Regions from separate parts of the Bicyclus anynana genome. Here region 1 is linked to region 2. Evidence: chromatin contacts called from public Hi-C data. All regions are on one chromosome and are shown on one strand. Each heading gives the region's core, a stretch centred on a gene start, on an enhancer-like site or on the middle of the called end of the contact. The rest is flanking DNA. Distances are from core to core; before and after follow the strand shown.

What was found. Hi-C and Micro-C count contacts between places; a contact is called where the count stands out from the background.
Region 1: a contact with region 2 is called in a Hi-C map of whole larva, with 2.7 times the contacts expected there. The contact joins two enhancer-like sites. A contact is called at or near these places in 2 of 2 Hi-C or Micro-C datasets (whole body and whole larva).

What each region holds. Positions count from the first base shown.
Region 1 is chr18:8,807,478-8,813,610 of ilBicAnyn1.1, forward strand. LOC112052842 (rho guanine nucleotide exchange factor 11) reads left to right here. Exons shown (of 39, transcript XM_052886750.1): 21 at 1,535-1,634; 22 at 2,770-2,898. Among protein-coding and RNA genes, the nearest start is that of LOC112052845, 17 kb to the right of the region's middle. Within about 2 kb of position 2,849, at least 7 of the 8 cell types and tissues checked have open chromatin away from gene starts, as enhancers often do.
Region 2 is chr18:8,760,445-8,765,762 of ilBicAnyn1.1, forward strand. The region is part of intron 20 of LOC112052842 (rho guanine nucleotide exchange factor 11); the gene reads left to right. Among protein-coding and RNA genes, the nearest start is that of LOC112052845, 65 kb to the right of the region's middle. Within about 2 kb of position 3,112, at least 8 of the 8 cell types and tissues checked have open chromatin away from gene starts, as enhancers often do.

The sequences.
Region 1 (6,133 bases), core at 1,599-4,098, 47 kb after region 2:
TATATTGCCTATAGCACTCGCAAATAACGTGGTAAAAAAAATTCATTTAGTAGATCCAGAGATTTCCCTCTACAATACCGCGAACTTTACCTCTTTATAATATTGGTATAGATACGCATAGAGAAGTAAAGAATGCATTCCGATCCTGGCTTACAGGACATTGCTGCATCGTATTGCTCTCAGCGAACGGACGTGTTTAGCGGAGTGAGATCATCGACGTATCCACTCAATTATACACATTATATGTTATATACTACACTATTTGCAGTGGCGGATTTAAAGTGTTTTTCAGATAGCATGGGTACTGTGATAGTTGCCTTATGACGTTCATAATACCTACGTACTATTATCGTGAATCACAGCAAACTTGAAGGAGTGAAACGAACTGTCACCGTACCCATGCTATCTGAAAAACACTGTACCAGCATGCCAAATAGACTGGAGCCTAGGACGGTGGATTTTAGGGACGGCAAAATTAGGCCAAAAATTTTCGTCTTATATAAATATACTTAACATGTAGGTATTATGTATCTAATTATAACCTATAGCAAATTCGTGAATCCGCCACTGATAATATGCGCCGATACATTAGCGCGATAACACGTGGACACTACTGAACAACTAGTGTATTATTGTGTTTAATTATGTGTGTGTTATCCCATCAAACAGCTGTAAATGTGCTCTATAACAACACAACGATGTGAGTTGATTCGGATAGTGCTCTGAAACTGTATTTTGATTTATGGAATTGTATTTTGATTTATGGAATGGTTTTATCTTAGACCAGACAGACGGATCTTGCAACATTATAGTCAATGTACGTAAGACGCGTATTGAGCAGTTTGGTTACTGTTTCCTCATAAAAACTTACCCTTGGTCGAATAATAAAGACACGATGGTGATAGATTTGTTTTGGATAGCACTCTGGAACTATATTTTGATTTATGGAATTGTATTATCGTATGCCAGACAGACAGCCGATGAACCTATAGCTTGGCAACTTCGTTCGTAACACTCCGGATGGTCTGCGCGGGCCGAGGGGCGTGTAGCGATGAATGAGCATATTGAGCAGTTTGGTTTCTCTTTCTTCAAACAAAGCGTCTAATAAATAACAAGTATCCAGAATCTGGAATGTTTTTTGAGCTCCAATTTTAGTAACCACTACTCGTAACCAAATTCCACCATATTTTATATTACAATCTACATAATCGCTTATTATACACCTAGATTTTGTGAAAAAGTTTAATGAAATTTTTCAAAACTACGTAAATAAATTTCGTACGAAGTAAATTTCCATGGCGCAGGATCGATTTCCGTACTCTGATTTTACGAGTTATTATTAAAAAACATCGTCAGATACAATTCTTTGTTACATAAGCGTGTCTAAACGTATAATTTGTAAATAACAAAATAATTCTAATGGGTTTTTCCTGCTGAATTGATAAAAACATCATTTAGTAATCGATATAATTTACTCGCGGGTATTTGAGGTTTTATATTGTTTTATTAACAAAAAAATCTCTTCTTTCAACAGGAGATTCAAGAAGAGAAGGATCAACAGACGAGCCTTCGGCCCCAGACGTGGACGTTGACACTAGCGACACCACGGTAAAGGAACCCGAAAAGGAAACCAAGTAAGTTCCAGAGATTAGCGATAGATGGCATTAGATGTGTAAAGTCGTGTGGTGTGTTTCTGAAACACGGCGTAGTATTGCTATTGCACGCTAGGTGGCGCTGTTACAAAATTTAATATTTTGTTTTCAATTTCATAAAATCATCATTATGATTGCTAATGACTCTCGGTCGTTAATAATGATTTAGATATCGTTTGCTAATTACAAATGGTAGACGGAGAGCCAGCGACAGCCAGACCTTCGTCATTTTATAAAAGCTGAAACCATAGGTAGTACGCTATCCAATTATGGAGTTTGGACCGTGGTGGCTTTGGAAGTTAGCAGATTTCAAGGATCCAGAGCCTCAACTGTATGAGTATAAAGTGTAGTTCATCCCCAGTTAATTAGCTTCGCGTCAACCCTTCGAAATACACCATTTTAAGATAAAACTTTAAGGATCTCTAACGAAGGGTTGGTATGAAGCTAGGTGTCAGGTGAATGGGGATATAATTTCTCATATGTAGAGGAAAACATGAAAAAATACATTTATCATAGACGATTGAGGATCTGTATCCCTGAAACCTGCTACCTCCGAAATTTACCACGGTCCAAACTCCATAATTGACTACCGCACTTACATATGGCAGGAGCATGAGCTGACAAACTTTCAGTTTTTATAAAATGACGAAGGTCTGGGGTTCACGGGCTCATAGACAATAGTGTTTGAACTTCATTTATGCGAGTATATTGATCAAGAACTCACAACCAGAGTGATTGTTGTTTATTGTTTTTAAAGAAGATGAAGATAGTTGTCAGTGTAAGTCTTTTTTTTGCTTAGACAGCACACGCAAAATGTCTGAATGTCCTGAGTTGCCAGAGTAAATTATTTTTTTTTACCTATATTTTTAACCGACTTCAAAAAAGAGGAAGTTCTCTTTTTTTAATGTTTGTTACCTCATAACTTCGTCATTTATTAACCAATTTTGAAAATTCTTTTTTGTTTGAAAGAGTTATACATCCAGATTGGACCTATTTCATTTTCATGAAAATCGATTTAGTAATTTTGTGTTAAAATCAAAATACTTGAAATACGTCAAATATATTAAGTGCTTGTTTAAATTCTACTCTAAATAACATAAAGCTGCTCGTCCACCAGCTGGAAAGGCGCGAGCACCGGCGCGCGGGGCGTTAATCGCGCGGAGAGCTGCCGCGAGCGCGACGCGCCCAGGCGCGGCAAGCACCGCAACGCGTCCGACCCCAACCGCCTCACCGCGCACCACAACCAGTGAGTACCACTCGTATTGTTGTAGTCGTCATCATCATTGTCACTTGCCAGCCGATGGACGTTCACTACAGGTCATATTCCACTTGTAAAAAAGTCGACTCTCGCGCTAGTGAAGCCGTCCAAGTCATTATCATGAACATCTGATAGTTTCTGAGAACAATTACCGATTATTCGACTCGAGACCATTTTATTTGGAAGTCCATGCAAATGTGGATTACTACAGTAGTGGTCGTCCACCGGCTGTTAATGATGATGATTGATGTTTAAGTTCTGCCTCTCATTGGGCTATGTTGGTGACTTTATTTCGTCTGTATACAATCTCTATCACGTAGAGATACTCCAAGCTCTCTCCATGGCCTTAATTTTTTTAGTGTACCGAATGAACACATGGCCCGCCATTTTGTATGTGTTTTTGTCTACTTTCATCATAAAACCCAAATTATGAGTTAATTTTTTTTTATTCTCTACAAGTTAGCCGTTGACTCTTCCCTAAGTGATGATGCTATCTAAGATAGAAGCGGGATAAATTGTTAGGAGTAGGATGAAATCCTCACAGAATTAAAAATTGTTACATTATGAAACGGTTGCATTATAACAGTTATTAAAACTCTGTACATTTTATATAAGGTAGTAACATAAGGAACTTCGTCATCAACCCATATTCGGCTCACTGCTGAGCTCGAGTCTCCTCTCAGAATGAGAGGGGTAAGGCCAATAGTTCACCACGCTGGCCCAATGCGGATTGGCAGACTTCACACACGCAGAGAATTAAGATAATTCTCTGGTATGCAGGTTTCCTCACGATGTTTTTCCTTCACCGATTGAGATACGTGATATTTAATTTCTTAAAATGCACACAACTGAAAAGTTGGAGGTGCATGCCCCGGACCGGATTCGAAATCACACCCTCCGGAATCGGAGGCAGAGGTCACATCCACTGGGTTATCACGGCTCATAACGTAAGGAACTTACTGTTTCAAAATAGACCGCAGCTTACAATTCCTTACATTCCTTACACAGAAATAGAAGCAGTATGGCCGCGGCTTTAGACATTTTCTCCTGTTTAGACCTAGACTTTAAAACGACTTAACTAGAACTACGAAAAACTTAATTTATCTCCTATTTCTGAGTGCTTTAAGTATAAAATTGCTTAAATTCAGTTACATTAGCCAATTATTGTTTTAAAAGCACTGAAAAAACCCATTTGTGCTTTTTAACTCTCTTTTTGTGCGAATTAAGAGAATTCAGTATCTTGACAATAATGGTAAACGAATGTGTGACTTATCTAAAATAATATAGAGTAGGTATTGAATTTTTTTGTTATATACCATGTTTCATATGGTGGTGATTATCACCACCATTTATGAGACACGGCCGGCCTCAATGGTAACTAGACGCAACCGAAGCCTAAATAAAATTCATTCATAGTGATAATAAATTGGAGACAGTAGACTATATATATTGTTCTTATTTTATGGTACGATGAATAAATGAGAAATCAAGCAGTGCAAATTCAGAATAACAAATCCCCAAATAGTTCTCACACAACCGAAAATCGAAGCCCGTCACAAAACGTACGCTATTAAAAATTCCCAAAACTTTCTGCTATATTCTCCAAACAAATTTGAAATCTCCGAATGTAAGTCATAACATTAAGAAAATTATGATAATGTAAAAAAACTCCAACGATAATCAAATGTTAAATACTCCACTAATATTAGTGGGTTTATTCGTTCTATGGCATAAGTGCTATAATATCCCATTCGCATTTCACTTCACTTCACTTGCATCGTAAAGGACAAGAGTTTCACGCCGTTTTCAGTTTTCAGTGATTTTGGATTCAGTCGCGATTCGACCGTGAACGTGAGCGGACGTTTTTCGCCCATTTTTTTAAAGAAAAGAATAGTTATTTAATATTAATACTGTTCTCGGTACAGTGTTTACTTTTATCTTGTGTGTTTGTCTTTAGTATTTGAAGTGTTTTTGTTAGTGTCAGTTTATTTGGTATAGTTTTTTGTGATATTTTGTGACAACGACCGTTTAAATACTGTCCTGCTCGAAAGTAGGTACTTCGCGTAATCCCGGGATTTCGTGTGAAATATTGCTTTCGCTGCAGGGTTGTGAATGTGTATAGTTATCTTTAGGACAATAATTAGAGAGTATTTGGGTTCGATTTCCGGATAAGTTCGTTTAAGAAAACGTTTCGAATTGCTACAGGGGTTTAATTTGGATAAGCGTTTTGGAACGGAATTCAGTTTATCGTTTTGGTAATCTGTAGCTGCTATTGCAAGAGAGTGTATTTGAATGCACGAATGCGTGCACAAGGTTTTTAAGTAAGGCATGCTTTAGGTAGGTACAAATTGTACAAAATTAGAAATTCCTCCTTCAATACAGGTACATAATGAATTGTCAGGGTATGCATTGTGTTTATGCATCTATGACGTGCACGCCACTGTTTTAAAATAATAAAATTACTAAATATTTAATCGAAGCTATAAAAAAGCCACCGTCTTTTCTGACTTTCTGTTCGTCTGTCTGGGACGTGCTTGTCTCCGAAACTAATCATTGTATGCTATATACTTTGTTTATTATTATAAAAGCCACACACAAAGTCTGAAACAAAATACAGGCTTCAAGTGTAAAGAAAAGAAGTTATTCGAAAATAAACAAAAATTCACGCCAAAATTTCTATTTTGAAATCAATTTTGAATTCTTAGAATGTTGACTGAAAGATTTTAGAACGTTGGCATGTGTTTCTTTATCTTTGACCTGATGCTGGGTATTATACGATTTAATAGATATATTTTTTTATAGTATTAGAAAGGCCATGTAACCTGCCGACCCTCATCAGAGCAGCGACGTGGGTCTAAGATCCATATGATTGAATCCAATTTAACTTTTGACTAAAGCGTCTAGAGCCTGCCAACCCTCATCTCTGTGGGTCTAAGCTTCATATCCCCTCCTATGAGGAGGGAGGTCTGGCCCTATAGTAAGGAGTTTAAAATCAAAATCGAAAATCATTTATTTCAAGTAGGCTCAGTTTACAAGCACTTTTGACACGTCAGTTGACTATTTGTAAAGATTCTACCACCGGTTCGGAAGGCAGGTTCTGCTGAGAAGAAACCGGCAAGAAACTCAACAGTTGCTTGTTTTAGAAAAAAATTATACAGTATTATAATTTAGATTTGATGATAACATTACAATTTCTTATAGTTTCACTTCCTGTGTGAAGGTG
Region 2 (5,318 bases), core at 1,862-4,361:
ATTTGACATTAATGACAAAAAATCGCCTCAATATAAATAGTATGTAACCTTACAAAATAAATTACGTTAACAAACATTACATTTTTGTCATTCTGCCCCATGAAAACACAATATTAAGATAAGATAAGATAAATATACTTTATTTGCACACCACAAAGACAAAAACAAGTGAAATAAAAAACAAATTAGGAAGAGATCAGCATACAAAAGGCGGCCTTATCGCTAAGTAGCGATTTCTTCCAGGCAACCTTCGGTTTAGGAAAACTTAAGGACATCAGCAGGTGGCGTAAAACAAAAATAACCATAGTATTAGTAATACACATACATACAAATAATTTACATCCTAATACATAAACAATATTACACAAATACCTACAATATTGAATAAAATACATATCAAAATATACTAATAAATACCTTATATTGAAAAGAAATAATATATACAGATCGACTTTACTGCACCAGATAATGAGACTTTACGGCATTTTTAAAAATGTCCAGTGTCTTTGATATTCATGAATATTAAGGCATATTTCTAACTAAATACATACACAAACATTCACCCGCGTAGTTTTCATTTCCGTGGTAATAAAGGGGATAAAATTAATACAACCTCGGTATTTTTATAGCTTTCTATTGATGAACTAATTCTCGAAATCGATTTATTAGACCCAGAAATTATAGAACCTCACAAATTCACTAACGTTACCTCTTTATAATATTAGTACAGATTAGACATGCTCGTAGAAACTCGTAGTGCTAAGTGGACTAAAACTTGTTTTACACGAAACGTGTAAAAGAGATTTTTTTGTAGAAAAGTTTGAACTGTTTGTTTGTTATGCGTCCATTCCAGTAATCTATGTTGAAGTAGGTATCTCGTGTAATGATATGTTTACCGCGGGTTTGCGCGAAGCGTCCGGACTGTTTGTCTGCATAAACATCTCGGCAGGTTCAAGAGCTCGCTATTTCTAGTAGTTGCGCTCCCGTGCTACGTGTAGATACGCTGTTTTAGTCAGGGTTGCCTAGCTTTAGTTATTTGTTTGATGGGGTTGAAATCACGTGTTAGAGTGGTTTACTGTGGGTTTGTGCAGAGTTCAGACTACTTATCTGCATAAACAAATCACGATATGTTCAAAAGCTCGCTCTTCTAGCCGATACGCTCCCGTGCAGATTCGGCGTTTTAGTTAGGATTGCCTAGCTGTTAGTTACTATGGTTTGATGTGGTTACATAGTTTCTTGTAATAAATGTAAGTTTGCAAGTTCGCGCCAAGCGAACGGACTGTTTGTCTGCGTGTTTTTTAATTTTGATGCAAGTTCAAGAACTCGCTATTTCTAGTAGATATGCTCCCGTGCTGCGTGTAGATACGCTGTTTTAGTCAGGGTTGCTCGACTGATGGGATTGTAATCATAGATCTTCCACCTTCTCCATCTTTCTACTCATGGGAGACAAATTTATATATTCTATAAAGGACTAGTGTTGCCAGGCGTCCGGATAAAGCCGGACATAGTTAGGCTTTTCTATTCCGTACCCGGCCAAAATAAATGGTGTCCGGTTGTTCGGTTTTTGTTAGGCACATTTAGCAAACGAGCTAACGACGAGTGTGTGTGGGAACAAAATTAACGGTAATAATCATGAATGCTTGATTTTACATAAAAAAATTGACGTACTTATTAATACTGATGTACACAAATCCTCAATAACGTAGATTGTCTGGCCTTTTTACCCAAATGTCATCTGAAACTGACTGGACTGTTTGGATTTTAATTTCGGCAATCTGACAACCCTACCTAGGACAAATAGTCCAGTTAAGTAGGTTTAATTTCGTGAAAGGGGTGAAGCGCCGAGTCTCGTTCGGCTAAGCAGCATTCGGGAAACTCCGCGACATTTTTTCTTTTTCAAAAATCCCATAGTGGCTGTAGACATAAGTCTTCGAACAGTGTGTGTTTCCATGTGATGACTCGGTTCCGAAACTTTGTCGCTAACTGTAAACCTCATAAAAAGGCTCAAAGTCACTCGGCGTGCGATGGAGCGAATTGTGCCCGGAGTAGGTATCTCTGTGTGATCGAATAATGAATGAGGTGATCCACAGAACGAATTGCAAAGCTGAAGTGGCAATAAACAGGGCATATAGCTCGTTTAGTCGAAAAACGTTGGGTCTCCCACCTAGTACCAGAAAGAGCAGTGTTGGTCGACCCTCCACTAGGTGGACCCAGGATATAAACCGGGTTGAAGGGAGCCGCTGGATGCTGACGGCTCGAGACCGATGTTCTTGGAAGTCCATGCAAGAGGCTTATATCCAGCAGTGGACGTCTATCGGCTGATAATGATGTTGATGAATGAAAGTTAGTTGAGCCGAAGATCGTTGAGGTCCCTTGGTGCTGGGATGGCCACAGAAATCGCAGTGTTGTTCGACCCCCCACTAGGTGGACCCACAATATCAAGCAGGTTACAGTGTCTCAAAGGCCTTTGTTCAGCAGTGGACGTCCATTTGCTGATAATGACGATGATTACAGATCTATCATTAATGTATTTAACGCAGCAACACCAATTACCATTATTACTTTGTCCTTCTGCATTTGAATTATTCGAGTCAATTGTGAATCGTATGATTAAGTAATCGCTTTCCAACTTACGAGTACAACCCACCAACACTTATCACAAAGTGAAATCGCCGCAGTGACTCAAGTTGGGCTCTTTTCCCCATCGGTCCCGTTGAAATTGTAATAAAATTAAACCACCCGCGCCATATTGTTTAACCGGCATGGAATTTGGCCAACATACGTGCTTTTCGCCATATGTTGACCCTGACAATAAACTTCAACACGCAAAACGGAAAAGCTTAAAAATAATTCTCACACACATTAAAAAGCAACTTTATTTCCTTTAACATACAGTTGAAAATATAATTGAAGCGCCTAGCTTGTAGAGTTATACTAAGTCATCATTTAAAAATCGACTTTACTGTAATCGATATAGCGTTCAAAGTGATTCAATTTGCAAGTGTGGTTGTAACCATACGGTGATTAAACTTCAACTAGTATCCTCAATATTCATCTCCCGCTCTGTTGTTTGTTATGTTTTATTGCCGTCCCGTTCTAGCACATCATTCAATTTTAAGTGCACAGGTGCACGTAAACGTGGTCTCTTTCCCTCTTGTTTATATCTGACGCTTTTGGGTCAGTCTCGCTTCGAGCTTTATGCGCGACGCGTGTGTTTTGGATGGCGTGATATTTTTTTATGTTTTCATAAAAAGTTGATTTTTGTGTGCGTCTGTGTTCTGTTGTTTTTTTTCGTGTGAATAAGTGAAGTGTGTGTGTGTTTTGTGTGATGCTCTTGGCAGTTACGTTTTTGGATGTCCTTTACTCCTTTTGTTCTACGAAAACGGTTTGTTCATGGAATTCGTTTAAAGGCTTGCCTTATGTGCAATGCCGCTATTTTCCTCGATATAATAATTTATACTACATATTTAAGGATTTTCATTTTTAATATAATTTTTTTGGTGGCGTTATTCAGTTGTTATCAATCGATTATGTTGGTTAAGTTACGGTTATTAAATCTGTAACTACTTATATTGGCATCACGAAAGCTGAATTACCCTCAAACATTGTTAACAATACAAACATTTACATATATAGTCTCCAAAGTTTATTGATTGATAAAAGTAATGGAAATTATGATAAATAATAATCATACACAACTATAGCTATAAAAATAGTGCCGTAGTTGAATTTTAAAACAATATGAACAATCATCAGAATAAGTACCTGGCTTATTTATGTGGGACATCTTCATAGTTATTATACACAGACAAGATAGTTCTCTTTTGGAAAAATGATAGGTTCACTCTTATGTTAAGAAATATATCTAACTGTCGCTATTACTCCATTTACGTAAAAAAGTACACGTATTGAAAAATTCAATAGGTAGGTACCTACATAAGTTTTTTTTTTCAAATGCATATGAATTACACAACAATCGTGGAATTCTGTGAGTTCAAATAATATAAAATTTTATCAACACGATTGCTGCTTTGACTGGTGATAGCTGGCTGGTTCATTTTTAACGCAAAGGATCAGCCTGGCTGCCCAGCGCGGAAATGCAGCCAGTATTCTCGTCATCATTCCACGTGGGTATGATTTGTATAGGTATTAAGATAAAGTGTCCTATTGTATTCTTTCTCAATCTCAAATCAGATACGATCATTTGTCACAAGTTATTCAACCTGACTCAGATTTTAGGTTTCATATTTTATCTTAGTTTGTGACAGCTTAAGCAGGTAGATGGACCAAAGTTGTTATGCGAGTATACAAAAAGATTTTTTTTGTGCTTAGTTTTACAAGCCGTATGCTAAAACACGATTGTCTAATATCCTTTTTTCTGACAACCTTCATCATGTTTAGTGAGTAGGTACAACAAAGCTTTTAGAGTTAGTTTGCAAGTAAACAAAACGGTAGTTTCCGTTGGTCTGTCAAATTTAAATGGAGTTGCCAATCAATACAGACACAGACGTCCATACAAATTGACACATGAGTGCTCACGACTGTATTGAATCTTAACATTTGTTTATTTATTTTAGTCTGATCTCGTAACAACAAAATGAGTGCATATATTACGAGTATGTATGACTATTACCGTGCCGACTATGAGCCGTGATAGCCCAGTGGATATGACCTCTGCCTCCGATTCCGGAGGGTGTGGGTTCGAGTTCGGTCCGGGGCATGCACCTCCAACTTTTCAGTTGTGTGCATTTTAAGAAATTAAATATCAATTGTCTCAAACGGTGAAGGAAAAACATCGTGATACCAAAGAATTTTCTTAATTCTCTGCGTGTGTGAAATCTGCCAATTCCGCATTGGGCCAGCGTGGTGGACTATTGGCCTTACCCCTCTCATTCTGAGAGGAGACTCGAGCTCAGCAGTGAGCCGAATATGGGTTGATAATGATGATGATGATGACTATTACTGGGAAAATTGGTTTTAGATTCGTCGAACAAAAGGATAAAATTGTATATTTTCAAAATCTTATCCAAATTCAAACATTTAAAGAAGTGCAGTTTTAACTGAACAGTCTATTCTTTTTCTCTTTCTACAAGTTAGCCCTTGACCATAATGTCATCTGATGGTAAGTCATGTTGCATCTAAGATGAAAACGGGCTGATTTGTTAGAAGTACTTAGGATGAAAATCTTTTCCACACGACACTCGTACCGGAACGTTAAATCGCTTGGCGGTACGTCTTTGTCGGTAGGGTGGTAACTAGCCACCCATCAGCCAAAATAGTACGTGTGTAGTGTTCGTCAGTCTTAATTGTACAGTTTT